Regions from separate parts of the Mus musculus genome. Here all the other regions are linked to region 3. The links are chromatin contacts, called in public HiChIP or PLAC-seq, Micro-C and promoter capture Hi-C maps. All regions are on one chromosome and are shown on one strand. The core of a region is the stretch at or near the end of the contact, and the rest is flanking DNA. Distances in the headings are between cores, read along the strand shown.

Region 1 (2,700 bases), core at 179-2,678, 1.4 Mb before region 3:
TACAGGTATGTGTGACTATGTCCAGTTTACACAATACTGAGGATTGAACCCAGGGCTTCATGTATTCTAGGCAAGCACTCTAACAACTGAGCTCCACCCTCAGTTACCGTGTTAGTTCTATTGCTGTGAAGAGATACTGTGACCACGGCAACTCTTATAAAGGGAAACATTTACTTGGGGCTGGCTTACAGGTTCAGAGGTTCAGTTCATTCTCATCATGGTACAAGCATGGCAGCATCCAGGCAGACATGGGGCTGGGGAAGGAGCTGAGAGTTCTACATCTGGATCAGGAGAGAGAGAGAGAGAGAGAGAGAGAGAGAGAGAGAGAGAGAGAGAGAGAGCAGGCCATTGGGTCAGGCTTAAGTTTCTGAAAGGTCAAACACACACACACACACACACACACACACACACACACAATGACATACTTCCTCCAACCAGTCTATACCTATTCTAACACAGTCCTAATCCTTTTAAATAGTGCCACTCCCTATGAGACTCTGGGTGCCATGTCATTCAAACCACCAGAGTCACCAAGCATAGTCTTGACTGATCCTGTGGGCATTTCTTTCGGTTGTGTTCAGCAAACACGATCCTGACAATCCTGTTTCAGGTATGAGCACGCACATCACAGTCTCTCAGTGTGTAGGCTTCTGTTGATATGGTTTTACGTGATTGTCCAGGGCTCTTTCCGTCGGCACGCAGAAGTAAAGGAGCTGGGTTTAGCATGGTTTAGAGGCCAATATATTGACAATTTATGCATACTGTCAGACGATCAAATACAACCTGGATTTTATTTCTCACACTAATGCAAAGACACAATAAATAAAAATGTCATGCCTTTTCCTGTAGGAAGGGCCTGGGGAGCACTGGATTTTATAAGCGGTGAAGGTCACTTGCTGTCCATATCTTTTTCATCGCTAAAGGAATTTTTCTCATTTCTTCTTGTTCATTGCTCATTTTTCCTCTCCAGAGTTTCCCATCTGTGGTTAAAAGGATACATACCTACATTCAAAGGAATTTGTGGTGTGTGTGTGTGTGTGTGTGTGTGTGTGTGTGTGTGTGTGTGAGAGAGAGAGAGAGAGAGAGAAAGAGAGAGAGAGAGAGAGAGAGAGAGAGAGAGAGAGAGAGAGAGAGAGAAGATTCAAAAGCTTTTGGCATCTGGACTCCCACATGACTTTAAGAAGTCCTATAATTTCTTTCTCTTGGTTTCAGCTTTACACAATGGCTTGATCAATTAATGTTTTGCACAAACAACGAGGAGAATGCCCATTGTAAAGCAGGCACTTTCTTAAAGAGGCAACAGTTTCGGGATTACAGGCATATATGTGCATATGGACTGGTGGGGCCCAGCGTCTGGCACACACTTGCTACCCAGGGGACACTGTTTTCATTACTTTAGCTGTGAGCTCCCAGCCTCCTGCACAGCACTCTTCCCTCCCCTCTTGCCGGGCAGAGTTATGAAAGCAGCTTCCTTGCAGAATGGAGTTCTCTATGGTGTGTGCAAAAGCAATCCTTTCTACCTGAATTTAATTAAGACCCAGGGCTCCTTCTCCCGGCCATTACAGCGCTATCTTGGCCTCCCTCTTCTAATGATTTTGTTCTGTATAACTGTTTGTAAAACTCATTCTCCAAACACTACAAGAAGAGCACTTGGCACTTCTATTAATTCAAAGACCCATTTAACCAGCCCTCATTGTAAGAACCATCGGAATTTCACACGGGGCTTATTTTTTTTGTTGTTGTTGTTGCTGCGGAGATTTTTTTTTTCTGCCCAGCCTTACGGTAACTCCTTTGTATGTTCCTGTGTGAAGAAAGCAATTGGTTATTAGAAGAATGCGTATTTACTCATTCTATTACACTGTGCCACATCAGAGCACATGGAGATTTTGTGGTTTGTTATAAAAGTGTCAAATATAATTTATATGTAAATAACCTATGCAAAGGGTTCCTTGTTATTTTTTTTTTTCCTACTCATGCAGAAAATGCCCACAGAGTGAATTGAGACAGGCAGAATGATAGATCCCACGGTGGCAAGAAAACGCGTGTATGCGAAGTTGCCAGAGGGAAGAAGAAAAGATTTCCCTTGGATCAACATATTTAGATTCTGTATAAGAAATAGGAGGGCTTCTCTTCTTTAGGAGGCAGAGACATATGGCCCATCCCCTCCGGCTCTGGATAAGTTCGTTTCCAACCTGTTTCTCCATGCCTGGGACAGAAGTTACAGAGGCACTGCTTGGGGTGGGTGACAGGAGGCAGGATTAGTAAGCAGCGGGGCTTACAGAAGAACGGGAGCCTGTGCTGCTGGGGAGGTGTGGGCTTGTTGGGGAAGCCGACACAAAGATGAAAGTGGGGCCGAAAACCTTAATCCAGACTGGGAGGTGGCAATTCAGGGAATATCCAGCTTGTCCCTGACCAGGTCTTCCATCGAGCAGTGCGAGTAGACTGGGTGGATCTTCCACCTTTACCTGGGAAGGGGTCACACATGGACCAGTGTGGTTTTTCCCTTTCTGGCTTTTCCATCAGTATTTGCATGCAGTGTTGGAAAATGTACCCGCTGTGCCATCCCTCAGATGCAGAGGGTGCTACGAACTGTTCATTTGCTGTACACCCACCTTGCCACCCCTGAGATGAACTGCAGAGTGCGCTATGAACTGCTCATCTGCTGTACACCCGCCATGCCATCCCTGAGAAGAACTGCAG
Region 2 (2,700 bases), core at 171-2,670, 2.0 Mb after region 3:
AATCCGCAGCTGGCGCTGGTGGCTGGAAGATGCGAGTCTCGGCAGCTGTTGCCACCATGGCACGGTTGGTCGGTGGGTTAAGTGCATTTCAGGTTTTCTAGTCTGCGAGACCACCCTAAATGGGCCATCAACTACACCCCAAATCTCCTTTTGCCTTTACCCAGAAGACAGAAGTACAAGACCTGAGCTAGGTGGGGGGTCTTCCGGTAAGCCTTAAGCCCCCTCCCCTATTTGCACGAAAGCGGCAAACATGAATAACTCCTAAGGGGGCTTTGCTTGATTTTCTGCAGTGCACTGCTGAGACCTTTATTTCTACTGCATCACCGTCCATATAAACAGAGCAAGCCCTGACTACAACACACTATACCACTGTTGAGAGCTCCGAGGTGTAATGGGGATGGGGGACATTGAAGGGATTTGCTGGAGCCATCCCCAACAAACAGCAAACATAAACATTAAAAAAAGAAAAAAAAAGGAAAAAAAAGAAATAAAGAAAAGTACCCTAGAGCATTTACGAAACAAATTGCGTGTTTACATTCGGCACTTCCTCACCCTGTCTCTACCCTTCCGGTGGGCTCACGACCACCTGTCGCATTTGTGTGTGTGTGTGCCTCTACCCCTTTCCTTGTATCCTAAAGCCTCCATTTCCTGACTTGGAGATGAGTATGGGTAATTGCCTGAGTGTGGGGTCCTTAGATAAGGAATTTACCGCATACTGGGGTAATCTGGGGTGATAAAGCCCTCCTGCAGTCCCTCCTCCCCTCGAGAAGAATCAGATGGGGAGGGAGGCTTTCAGCGTCTGTACTCTAACAGACCAATGCCCACGTCTTGCGTCACGTGTCCCAGCAACGCAAGAGAGCTCGCTCGCTCTCTGGCCAGGGAAAAAGCGAGCTAGAGAGACTCGGAATCAGTCCGGGAGAGGAGAGGACGGAGCCGAACGTCCCTACAAGGCCTCCGCTCATCAGCCCCCTTACCCAAAGTCGGGAGCAGCCGGCACCGGGAGCCAGCTCCCGGAGCCGGCTCAGCACTGAGACCTGCGTCCTCTGGCGGCAGAGAAAGAGTTCTATTTACGATTTTCGAGACGAATCGGCACGCTCTTAAATGCCAAGAAGGCGGAGCTAAAGTACAGCAAAGTACGAAGAGAGAACAGAAAAGTTCCTAAAGTTGTTGGCCGACCACAGCCCGAAGGGGTAAGTGTAACTAGGAAGGTGACAGACTTCACCAGCAAGAGATGACTCACTTCAGCCATGGTCCTGGGTTCTAGCCCCTGATTATCTATCCTTACAAAGTTTGGAAACTGAGGCTGGAGAACTTTCCAACAAAAATTTGAATTTTTTAAAAAAAAATTTTTTTTCACCCTAGTTTGGCTGGGTGCTCCGTCTTACGGGGCCCCAAATTTATTTTGAAAAGTCGCCACCGTGTTATGGGCATGTTCAACTGCCTCCACGGCAATAATATGTCAGGACAACACGATATCCCCCCTGAAGTCGGGGAGCAGCCCGAGCAAGAACCTTTGGAAGCCCCAGGGGCAGCTGCCCCCGGTGCTGGGGCTGGCCCAGCCGAAGAAATGGCGACCGAACCGGACTCCGAACCGTCTAACAATGAGCCCGTCCCCGACGAGACTGGCAGTGAGATCAGTGGACCCCCAGAAGACTCCAAATCTGACATCCAAAGCCCCTGCCAGGCCTTCGAGGAAGTCCGAGTGGGTGGAGACTACAGCCCACCTCCGGAGGAAGCCATGCCATTCGAGACACAACAGCCCAGCCTGGGAGATTTCTGGCCCACCCTGGAGCAGCCAGGACCATCTGGGACCCCATCAGGCCTCCAAGCCTTCAACCCAGCGATTTTGGAGCCCGGGACCCCCACTGGCGCGAGCCCAGGCCTGGGAGCCTATACCCCCCCACCAGAAGAAGCTATGCCATTTGAGTTCAACGAGCCTGCCCAGGGAGACCATAGCCAGCCTCCCTTGCAAGTCCCAGACCTTGCGCCAGGAGGTCCGGAAGCATTGGTCCCCAGAGCTCTTCCCGCGGAGCCCGGGAACATCAGATTTGAAAACGCTGGCTTCCGAGAAGACTACAGCCCTCCCCCTGAAGAATCTGTGCCATTTCAGGTCGGTGGAGAAGAATTCGGGGGCGATAGCCCACCCCCAGGACTCCCGCGAGTCATCCCACAAATCGGCATTGGCGGCGAGTTCCCGACAGTCGCGGTCCCGAGTGCGCTCTGCCTCGCTCCCGCCGAGAACGCGCCTCCCCTCTGGGTCCGAGGCGCCATTGACAGACCATTCCGCGAGGCTGTCAGATCTCCTCCTAACTTCGCATGCGACAGCCCCCCGATGGAGATCACCAGACCCCTGCTTGAGATTGGCAGAGCCTCCATTGGGGTCGACGACGACACCGCTGTCAATATGGACAGCCCCCCAATCGCAAGTGATGGCCCGCCCATCGAAGTCTCGGGAGCCCCAGATAAGAGCGAGTGCGCAGAGAGACCCCCAGTTGAGCGAGAAGCAGCCGAGATGGAAGGAAGCCCTACCACCGCCACTGCGGTGGAAGGAAAAGTCCCCTCTCCGGAGAGAGGGGACGGATCTTCCACCCAGCCTGAAGCAATGGATGCCAAGCCAGCCCCTGCTGCCCAAGCCGTCTCTACCGGATCTGATGCTGGAGCTCCTACGGATTCCGCGATGCTCACAGATAGCCAGAGCGA
Region 3 (2,700 bases), core at 19-2,518:
TTGTGTTTGTGGCTGGAATTTTCCATTTGGCAAAGCAGTCCTGAGACTTGTCCCTAGGATGAAGGTGTTCACGCCTTACTTTAAAAAAATTTTTTTATTATTATTGCATGGGAGGGAGCATGTGTACAGGCCAGAGGAGCACTTTGTGGAGACTGTGGCTCTCTCCCCCCACCTCCCAGCCCCCACCCCCACCTTGCCTGGGCCCCAGGGTGGAACTCAGCTTGGATAGCAAGTGATCCACAGATGGAAGTTCCATTCTCCAGCTGACAGATATCTGGACTGCCCTGCTATGAGTATTGCTGTCTTCTGAGCATGTGTGTAGGACAGGTTCTCCTGGGGTCGAGGCTGGCCTTGAACTCTTAATCCTTCTGTCTCAGCCTCCTGGGTGCTTGAGTTACAGATCTGCACCACCATGTCAAGATAACAGTTTACTATTATTTCTTTAAGTTATAAGAACAGAAGGGTTAATTTTGGCTCATGGGCCTAGAGGTCCAAGGTAGAGGGGCCACATCTAATGCCAGCAACGCCTTCCTGTGGGCCCAAGTCCCCAGGCAGTGCATAGTCACCAGGTAAGAGAGAGTGCCCTCTTGTCAGATTTTAGTCCGACAGAAATGTGAGTCTTTGCTTCTCTTGAGACACTATGGGAGCGGAGTTGCTGACCAACCTGGTTTGTGTACTTTTAACTATCTGTGAAAGTACAAAACTTTTCTCCACAGTGGCTGCTTTCATGTTCACAGCCGCGATATAGTAGGCTCATTTAGAGGGCTTCTTCAAGTGAGAGTTAACCTCTATAGTTCCTTTCTTCTTTAAAGCATTCACGTAAGCATCAGTCTTCCAGGTTTCACCCATTCGGCTGAGAGGAAAAACAAAGAATGCATTAGCCCTCGCTTGAAACAGCCGCCAGCCGCGCTCCACAGTCCGGAAACTCAAAATCCTGGAAAGTTCTGAGAAAATGCATTCCACAAAGAACTGGCCTGAGGTCCTGAGAACTAGGCTGATAGACTTGGCAGGTCCCCAGCCCCGCCCACTCCGCTTCAGGAGGCGGAACTTAGCCAAGGAAGCGGGGCTGAGGGGCGGGAACAAAAGAGAGCGAGCGTCTCCAGATGCCCCACCCACTCATGGATAGGCTGCTTCTGCGGAGGGCGGAGCTGTTGGGTGGAGCCCAAAACCTGCGCTCCGCTATAGAGCCCCGCCTATCCCACGCTCAGCTCCGCTCCGGGGGCGGGCCCTAAAGGTGTTGGGGCGGGGCCTGTCGGGGGGTGGAGCTCGAGGCCCCGGTCTCGGCCCCGCCCACCGCGCTGTGTTGGAGCTGATTCCCGAGTGGGCACACTGGAGCTGCGCTCGCGGCGCGCCATGGCCGGGCTGTTGACGCTGCTTGGCCCGGCAGGAAGAGTGAGCACCCGGCTGCGGCCCCTGGCCCCTTGGCTCCTGGGAACCGCCACCTCCTGTGCTCCACCGCTCTGGGCCTTAGCCTTGTCCCATCCGGTTCCGGACGCCCGACTGCTGCGCACGGCCCGCGGGGACTGTCTCAGCCGCCAGGTAAGACTCCCCACAGCCACTCGGACCCTGATCCCCAAGTGGCCGGAGCGCCGTGCCAGGGCCAGCCCCAATGGACAATTTTTACATTGCACCTGACCGAAACGGGTCACCTCCGGGGTCCCTGAGTTCTCAGATTCCTAGAATCCGAGAAAAATCTCTTTCAGTTAGCAGCCGGAGAAACTGAGGCTAGGAGTGGAATGGTGCGCTGCCCAAGGTCATGGAGTCGCCCGCCGAGCCCCAGTTTCGAAAGCCAGAACAGTGGCGTTACCGAGCCGATCGCAAGGGGCCTGAATTCTATATGAACTTCCAGTCCGGCCCCTGGACTTGTTCCTTTTGAAGTTCAGTTGAGGCCTGGGCACTGGGCCCAGGAGGCGGCATCGCCGGTGCCGCCGGTACATCTACCGCTTCCCTGTGCTCCTTGCGCCACCCTTTTATCTAGCTGGAAGAGCAGGCTCAGAGCAGGCAGTCCATCCCGTTTTGTTGTGGTTACTTGCCCTGAGTGCTCAGAGTGAAAACCAGCTTCCATTCAGACAGCAGCATATCTCAAGTAGGTCTCAAAAAAAAAAAAAAAAAAAAAAAAAAGCAGGAGTTCAGAAGTAGTAGATCGGAAGCGTCGAGGTCTGGGGGAGTCTGAAAGAAAGATCACTGCCATGAATCGGGCAGTTCTGAGTACTGTCTGCTCCCGTGGCTTTTCAGTTAGGGATTGGTCGCTTTCCTTGAGTGCCGAGCACAATGATGGAAGGACTTCCTTCCCCTCTCTCCTGCCTGACAGACAGGACACTGGCCTCAGCTCTGCTCCTGAGCACAAGTCAGGATACTCACAGCGTACCGTGCTTCAGGGCACCGCATAGCTTCCCTCTCCTCCAGAAAGTCTTCCCTGACTACCAGTAGTGTGCCCCCCCGCCCTATACTGTCTCTTCTCTAGCGCTCAGATCTTAGCTGCCTTCACGATCTGGTACAACCTCTCACCTTGTTCTGCCACATCAGCCCTGTTGGTAGCCTAACCCTAACCCTAACCCTAACCTTAAACACACACTCTGCCTTGACAGGTGTGTTTACAGCAAGGATAAGTCTGGTCTCAGGCTCATAGGATCCATGTCTCTGCTTGCTAAGTCAATCACTTTGATCAAACGCTATCCCTTTTCCATGTCTGTAAAATGA
Region 4 (2,700 bases), core at 179-2,678, 1.8 Mb after region 3:
GGGGACATAGTACTTCTCCCACAGGGATCAGCTTAAGCCTGCCACCCTCTAGGAAAATTGCAAGTTGTCTCGGCCCCTCCTGAGTGCCTTGTGCCTCACACTGTATTTGCAAACACCAGAGAATCGGGATAGAACACTTAGTACCCTTTACAAAATGTGTGAAAACATGCAGTTGCTGTAAAAACTCTTTTTCGAGAAAATAAGATCCAATTAGTGTTGACTTCTGCGTCAGGAAAGCCAGAGTTTCAAAGGAATCCCCTCTGCTCATTCAGCTACTGCCGTCTTCAGGGCTGGCCTGCTCTGGGCTGTTTGATGGAACCTCCAAAGCTGAAGAAATCCATACCATAGATGGCTTGTAGGTGGGGACATAAGGTGGGTGGTGCCTGCAGGGTCAGTGGAATGGAGAGCTATGTGATGAAACTGGCTTTGGTAGGGTTTTTTTTTTTTTTTTAATGTTTTATTTAATTCATTCTCTCTCTCTCTCTCTCTCTCTCTCTCTCTCTCTCTCTCTCTCTCTCTCTCTGTGTGTGTGTGTGTGTGTGTGTGTTTAAGTCGGTGTGAGTGGGTACCTCTTAGTCAACCTCTTAGTCAATGGACACATTTTGGATACTGGTTTGCACCTTCCAGATACGGGACTAGAACTCTGGTCCTCAGGCGCTGCAATAAGTGTCTTTTCTCGCTCAGCCATCTTGTTTTGCTAGTTTTAAAGGCTGATAACAGAGAAGAAATGTAGATTAAAAGTGACATATAAGACTGGAGGTCACAGCCGGGCGTGGTGGCGCACCCCTTTAATCCCACTTGGGAGGCAGAGGCAGGAGAATTTCTAAGTTTGAGGCCAGCCTGGTCTACAGAGTGAGTTCCAGGACAGCCAGGGCTACACAGAGAAACCCTGTCTTGAAAAAAAAAAAAGGAAGAAGACTGGAGGTCACTGAGCTCTAGCCCCAGGCCTGGAGTTGTCAAAACCTGGGCAGTGTAGGGTAGCAGCTGACTCCTTTCAAATGACTTCCTATAAGCTCCCAACACTGCTGTCTTTTCCTCTCCAACACAGGTGACAAAGTGCAGAGGCAGCTTGCGCCCACTGCTGAATGGTGACCTTTCTGGCGAGCGTTAGGCCGAGGAGGCGGCCTACGCGGAATAAAGGGGGGATCCGAGTGCCTAATTGTCAGGCCACTGCAGTAGCCACGGCTGTCCCTGGCAAGTGAGGCTTCCTCGAGTCCAGGAACCTACTGCCAGCCGGGCCAGGGCAGTAGCCAGAGCTGGAGCGCTTCCAGGGGCTCGCGCGCCACTTGCCCCCCAACGGAGGCCCGGAAGGCGCAGTACGGCCCGCGCCCCGCCTCCGCCGGCGCCCCCTCGCGCCCCGGGTGGGCCCTGCAGGGCGGCGCGGCCCGGAGGCGGCGGGGAAGGCGGGGCGCCGAGGCCGGGCGGGCCGGGGCGGCGCCGAGCCGGGCCGGAGCAGGGCGCAGGGTGCTGGGCGGCCCGGCCGGGGTCGTGGGGGGGAAGATGGCGAGCGTGGGGCTGCAGTTCCAGGCCAGCGCCGGGGACGCGGACCCCCAGAGCCGGCCCCTGCTGCTGTTGGGCCAGCTGCAACACCTGCACCGCGTGCCCTGGAGCCACGTCCGCGGGAAGCTGCAGCCCCGGGTCACCGAGGAGGTGAGCGGGCCGCGGCCGCCATGCGCCTGCCAAGCCCAGGCCCTGGGCCACGGGCCCCGCCTCGCCCGCGCGCCCCGCCGGGCCCAGGGCGCAGGCCCGCGACAGGCCTAGCCGTCTGTCCCCAAGGCCCTGGCTGCAGCGAGGCCCGGCCTGTGTCGCCGGCCTGCCCGGGCCGAGCCACCTGCTTCCGCGCCTCTGGGCCGGGCCCTGCAGAAGGCCCAGTGGCGGCTTTCCGCGTGGCCTCTGGCCTCGAGACCCGCTTCCATGGCCACTAGCCAGGGCCCAGGAGCCGGGCCTCCAAGTGTTTGAAGCAGAGGGTCCCCAGACAGGCCTTGCCAGCGCGAGGCGCAGTCCCACGAGGGTGGTAGGGTACCAGAGAGCCACACATGCCTGGTGGCAGCGGCTAGGGTGCCTTAGACAAGCAGGCGTGGCCCGCAGGGCGCATCTAGCCACACAGCACACGTGTTGAAGCCCGGTCCGTCTCATATCTCCTTTCTAATCCAGCTCTGGCAGGCAGCTCTGGCCACGCTCAACCCCAACCCCACAGACAGCTGTCCTCTCTACCTGAACTGCGCCACAGTGGCAGCTCTGCCTTCTAGGGTGAGCCGGCATAACAGCCCGTCCGCAGCCCACTTCATCACCAGGCTCGTGAGAACCTGCCTGCCTCCTGGAACCCACCGGTGTATCCTGGTGAGTGCTGGGCCGGTGAGTGTACCCCAGCCCGTGGCCCACCTCAAGCACAGCAGGCTGGCCCGTGTGATCTCCCATTCTAACCCTTCAACCACCGAGTGATTTACACCGGATCGGTTTGCGTGACAAATCAGAGATGCCAGCCTAGATTTATTGAGGCCTGGGCTTATGTCTGTGCCCTGCTCATCTGTCTGGGAAAGAGTGGACAACATCTGGTGGCAGACATTTTTCTCACGCAGCCTCAGGTTACTGGGGGGGCACAGCCGTCTGGGTTTGTAGAGCTGCTATTGGGAGAGTCCTGGTGGTGTCCCTTTGTGGCTTCAGCCCCACCTTGCTTCTCTCTCACTACAGATGGTCTGC
Region 5 (2,700 bases), core at 26-2,525, 1.4 Mb after region 3:
AAACAAAACAAAACTAGACTGAGGGAAACCTGAGTTTCCTTTAAAAGCACAAGGCGTATAATGGAGCAGTGGGTGACTATGATGAACTGAAGCCCTAAAATCTCAAGAAAGCAGAACAAAATGTCATAAAAGCTAGACTTTCATAGATTCAGTACACATGAAGCAGTAGTAGCAGAACACAAGGAAAGAACAGATGGAGAGGAAAACAATCCTGAAGAGCAAGAAATGAGAGGCCAAAAGAAACAGTACATCTAATGGGAAAACCAACGTAAAGCAGCAGAAATAAACCCAGGTACACCAACAAATACAATAAGTATAAATGGATTAGATGCACAAGCTAAAAGACAAAGACTACCCCTTGGAAACTTTTATTATGAAAATAACTTCAGGTGTATAGAACATGGGAAGTACATGAACAACATGGATATTCCTGCCATATAGAGTCATGTGTACTCTTCACACGAATGTTTGATGAGGAGGCTATGAAGGTCTATTTTACATAGTATACGTTACACAATGAAATACTAGTCACGTGCCAATGGGAACATACAGGGCTTATTTTGGGTATCAGACAGAGCTAGGCTCTCAGTTACTTTTAGTCATGTGATTTATGTGTGTAACTAATTTATTCTCTCAGTGAGGTCCTAGCACGGTGTGAAGCAGGTCGTTTTCTGGTTATTGTATTTCTAAATATTTCTTGCATAAACAAGTAATGCTATCAGCAAATGGTTCAGTGCAGCGCTTTGCGGTTTGGTAAACACTGAATGCAGAATAGCTTTTATTTATGACAGTTACTGAAAGCATTCAGCGGAGTGGCACGAAATAAGCAAACAATAATTGCCAGTTTATTATATTTATAATTGTTATTTATGAACTGTCACAAGGCCTGGCACATATCACTAACCCGTAAACATTGTGTTTGTAAGAATAATAAGTACTTTATTATATTCAGGCTCAGTAGAGCCTGGCACCACACGTGCGGGAAGAAAGTGGAAGTTTATTCTTGTTAATTATTATTATTAAGTAAAGCACTTAACAACAGTTCTCCCCGCAGGCGCTTACTGAACAGTCTCACTGGAGACCGCCCCTCCTCCCAAGCCTCGAGAGGCCACGCCCCCTGTCTCGGAAGCTCCGCCCTCTACCGCCCGGTCTGTGCCTGCGCAGTGGCCCTGAACACCCTGCGCATGCGCAGTCTCCCTTTTGTCGCTGGAGCCGCTGGCCACTGCCGGAGCCCGGCATCTGCTACGTACGTGCGTACGTGCGTGCGTCGGGGCGTGCGTGGGTACGTCGTGCGTGCCGTGAGCTCGCCCGGCACCGCGGCCTCGCCCTCCGCCCCTGCGCCCCGCCACCCAGGCCGCCGCCCCCCGCCCGCGCCGTCGCCCCCGACGGGGAGGACCATGGCGAAGGTGGAACAGGTCCTGAGCCTCGAGCCACAACACGAGCTCAAGTTCCGAGGTAAGCGGCCGGCCGGCCCGGGAGCTGTCACTCAGCGGCCGGTGCCGGAAGGGACGCGCCCTGAGGGCAGGACACTGTCCGCTTGAGGCCCGCATGCACCAGGCGTCTAATGCATGCATGTGGAGTCAGTGCATGGAAACGGTTTGCCTGAGTACCCTTCCATCAGCTCCCCCGAGGCAGCGAGCTGCCGGGGTTACAGCCCACGAAGCCCGTGCACACTTTCTGTGTAGTACACTTTCTGTATACATCTGTGTGTAAAGGTGCATGCCCAGGTGATTAAAAAGGTGCACGTAGACAAATATATATGCATGGTATACGCATGTTATAGATAGTGTGTATACATACATGTGCGTACATATATGTACATACACACACACAAGTGTGTGTGTATGTACACATGAATGTTTCCATTCACTAATTTTAAGGGCCACGAGGCAACAGGGTCCATGCCCAGCCTGTTCCTTGCTTCGTTGCATGTTTGAGTCATGAGATTGGGCACAGGAGGCCTATAAAGTTCAACAACCAGTAAGCAAGATGGCAGAATACAGTGGTAAGCACTAGGAGGAAGAGGAAGAAACTGGACTCTATGAAGGTGTACTTGAGGTTGGCTGATATGATCCTCTGTGTATTGCCCACGTGTAGCCCACAGCTGGCACACACGATTTTGGGTGGCCGAGAGTCACCCGTTTCTCCACCGCTGGGAAGTAACGTAGGATCACAGCTCTTATCTAGTTGTCGCATTTGAGTTCTGATTTCAGACGTTCAGATACTTAGCCACTGTACCCACAGACTCTTGGGAAATGCTTCAGATCTGTGGCTGTTCACCTTGCCTTCCAGGTTCAGAGTGTGCAGTGTGACTCTTACAAGGAAGCAGAGGCCGTCCAGTCAACCTGAAAACAAAAACCTTAGGCAGCCTAACACAGGGCTGTGGAGATGGTTCACCGGATAAAGAGCTTGCTGTCAAGGCTGAGGACTTTAGTTCAATCCCTGAGTCCCACATGGTCAAAGGAGAGAACCGACTTGTGCACATTGTCCGCTGACCCCAACAGGTGCAGCCTGGCACACTTGTGAACAAACACACAGACACATACACAAAAAAATTTCAATAGAAGCATCGACTTAAATGTGGACCCTCGTCACCAGAGGTTCCCCCACTTATCGGGATCCCACTTGTTAGCGACAAGGAAGTGGTGTCCGTTTGGTAGTGACTATTTGGAATTTCGAATGCTGAGTCTTTTTCAGGTT

Evidence for each region. Promoter capture Hi-C pulls out the DNA fragments that hold promoters and counts their contacts. A called contact is a pair of places that touch in the nucleus more often than the background predicts. HiChIP or PLAC-seq counts read pairs in DNA pulled down with a chosen protein or histone mark. Capture Hi-C pulls out chosen DNA fragments and counts their contacts.
Region 1: an H3K4me3 HiChIP or PLAC-seq map of embryonic forebrain shows a contact between it and region 3, with 8 times the contacts expected there. The contact joins the enhancer-like site here to the promoter of Fam210b in region 3. A contact is called at or near these places in 5 of 484 Hi-C or Micro-C datasets (cerebral cortex, cortical neurons, frontal cortex and 2 more), 5 of 115 datasets of contacts at active chromatin or transcription factors (differentiating embryonic stem cells, embryonic forebrain, embryonic hindbrain and 2 more) and 1 of 9 other capture datasets (adipose tissue).
Region 2: a contact with region 3 is called in a Micro-C map of the G1E-ER4 cell line. The contact joins the promoter of Gnas here to the promoter of Fam210b in region 3. A contact is called at or near these places in 2 of 484 Hi-C or Micro-C datasets (both in the G1E-ER4 cell line).
Region 4: a promoter capture Hi-C map of liver shows a contact between it and region 3, with 4 times the contacts expected there. The contact joins the promoter of Npepl1 here to the promoter of Fam210b in region 3.
Region 5: a promoter capture Hi-C map of erythroid cells shows a contact between it and region 3, with 21 times the contacts expected there. The contact joins the promoter of Vapb here to the promoter of Fam210b in region 3. A contact is called at or near these places in 1 of 39 promoter capture datasets (erythroid cells) and 1 of 484 Hi-C or Micro-C datasets (CD4 T cells).

Annotation. Positions count from the first base shown.
Region 1 is chr2:170,900,878-170,903,577 of GRCm38.p6, forward strand. No RefSeq gene overlaps it. Among named protein-coding and RNA genes, the nearest start is that of Gm35033, 130 kb to the left of the region's middle. Within about 2 kb of position 1,429, at least 7 of the 459 cell types and tissues checked have an H3K27ac peak or open chromatin away from gene starts, as enhancers often do. A contact at or near this core is called in embryonic forebrain, where this site is marked.
Region 2 is chr2:174,296,439-174,299,138 of GRCm38.p6, forward strand. It overlaps Gnas (GNAS (guanine nucleotide binding protein, alpha stimulating) complex locus), which reads left to right and starts at 1,421. Exons shown (of 12, transcript NM_010309.4): 1 at 1,421-2,700. The coding sequence starts at 1,424.
Region 3 is chr2:172,344,309-172,347,008 of GRCm38.p6, forward strand. Fam210b (family with sequence similarity 210, member B) reads left to right here and starts at 1,269. Exons shown (of 3, transcript NM_025912.4): 1 at 1,269-1,539. The coding sequence starts at 1,354.
Region 4 is chr2:174,108,923-174,111,622 of GRCm38.p6, forward strand. It overlaps Npepl1 (aminopeptidase-like 1), which reads left to right and starts at 1,429. Exons shown (of 12, transcript NM_213733.2): 1 at 1,429-1,650; 2 at 2,155-2,340; 3 at 2,692-2,700. The coding sequence starts at 1,501.
Region 5 is chr2:173,736,296-173,738,995 of GRCm38.p6, forward strand. Vapb (vesicle-associated membrane protein, associated protein B and C) reads left to right here and starts at 1,276. Exons shown (of 6, transcript NM_019806.5): 1 at 1,276-1,455. The coding sequence starts at 1,398.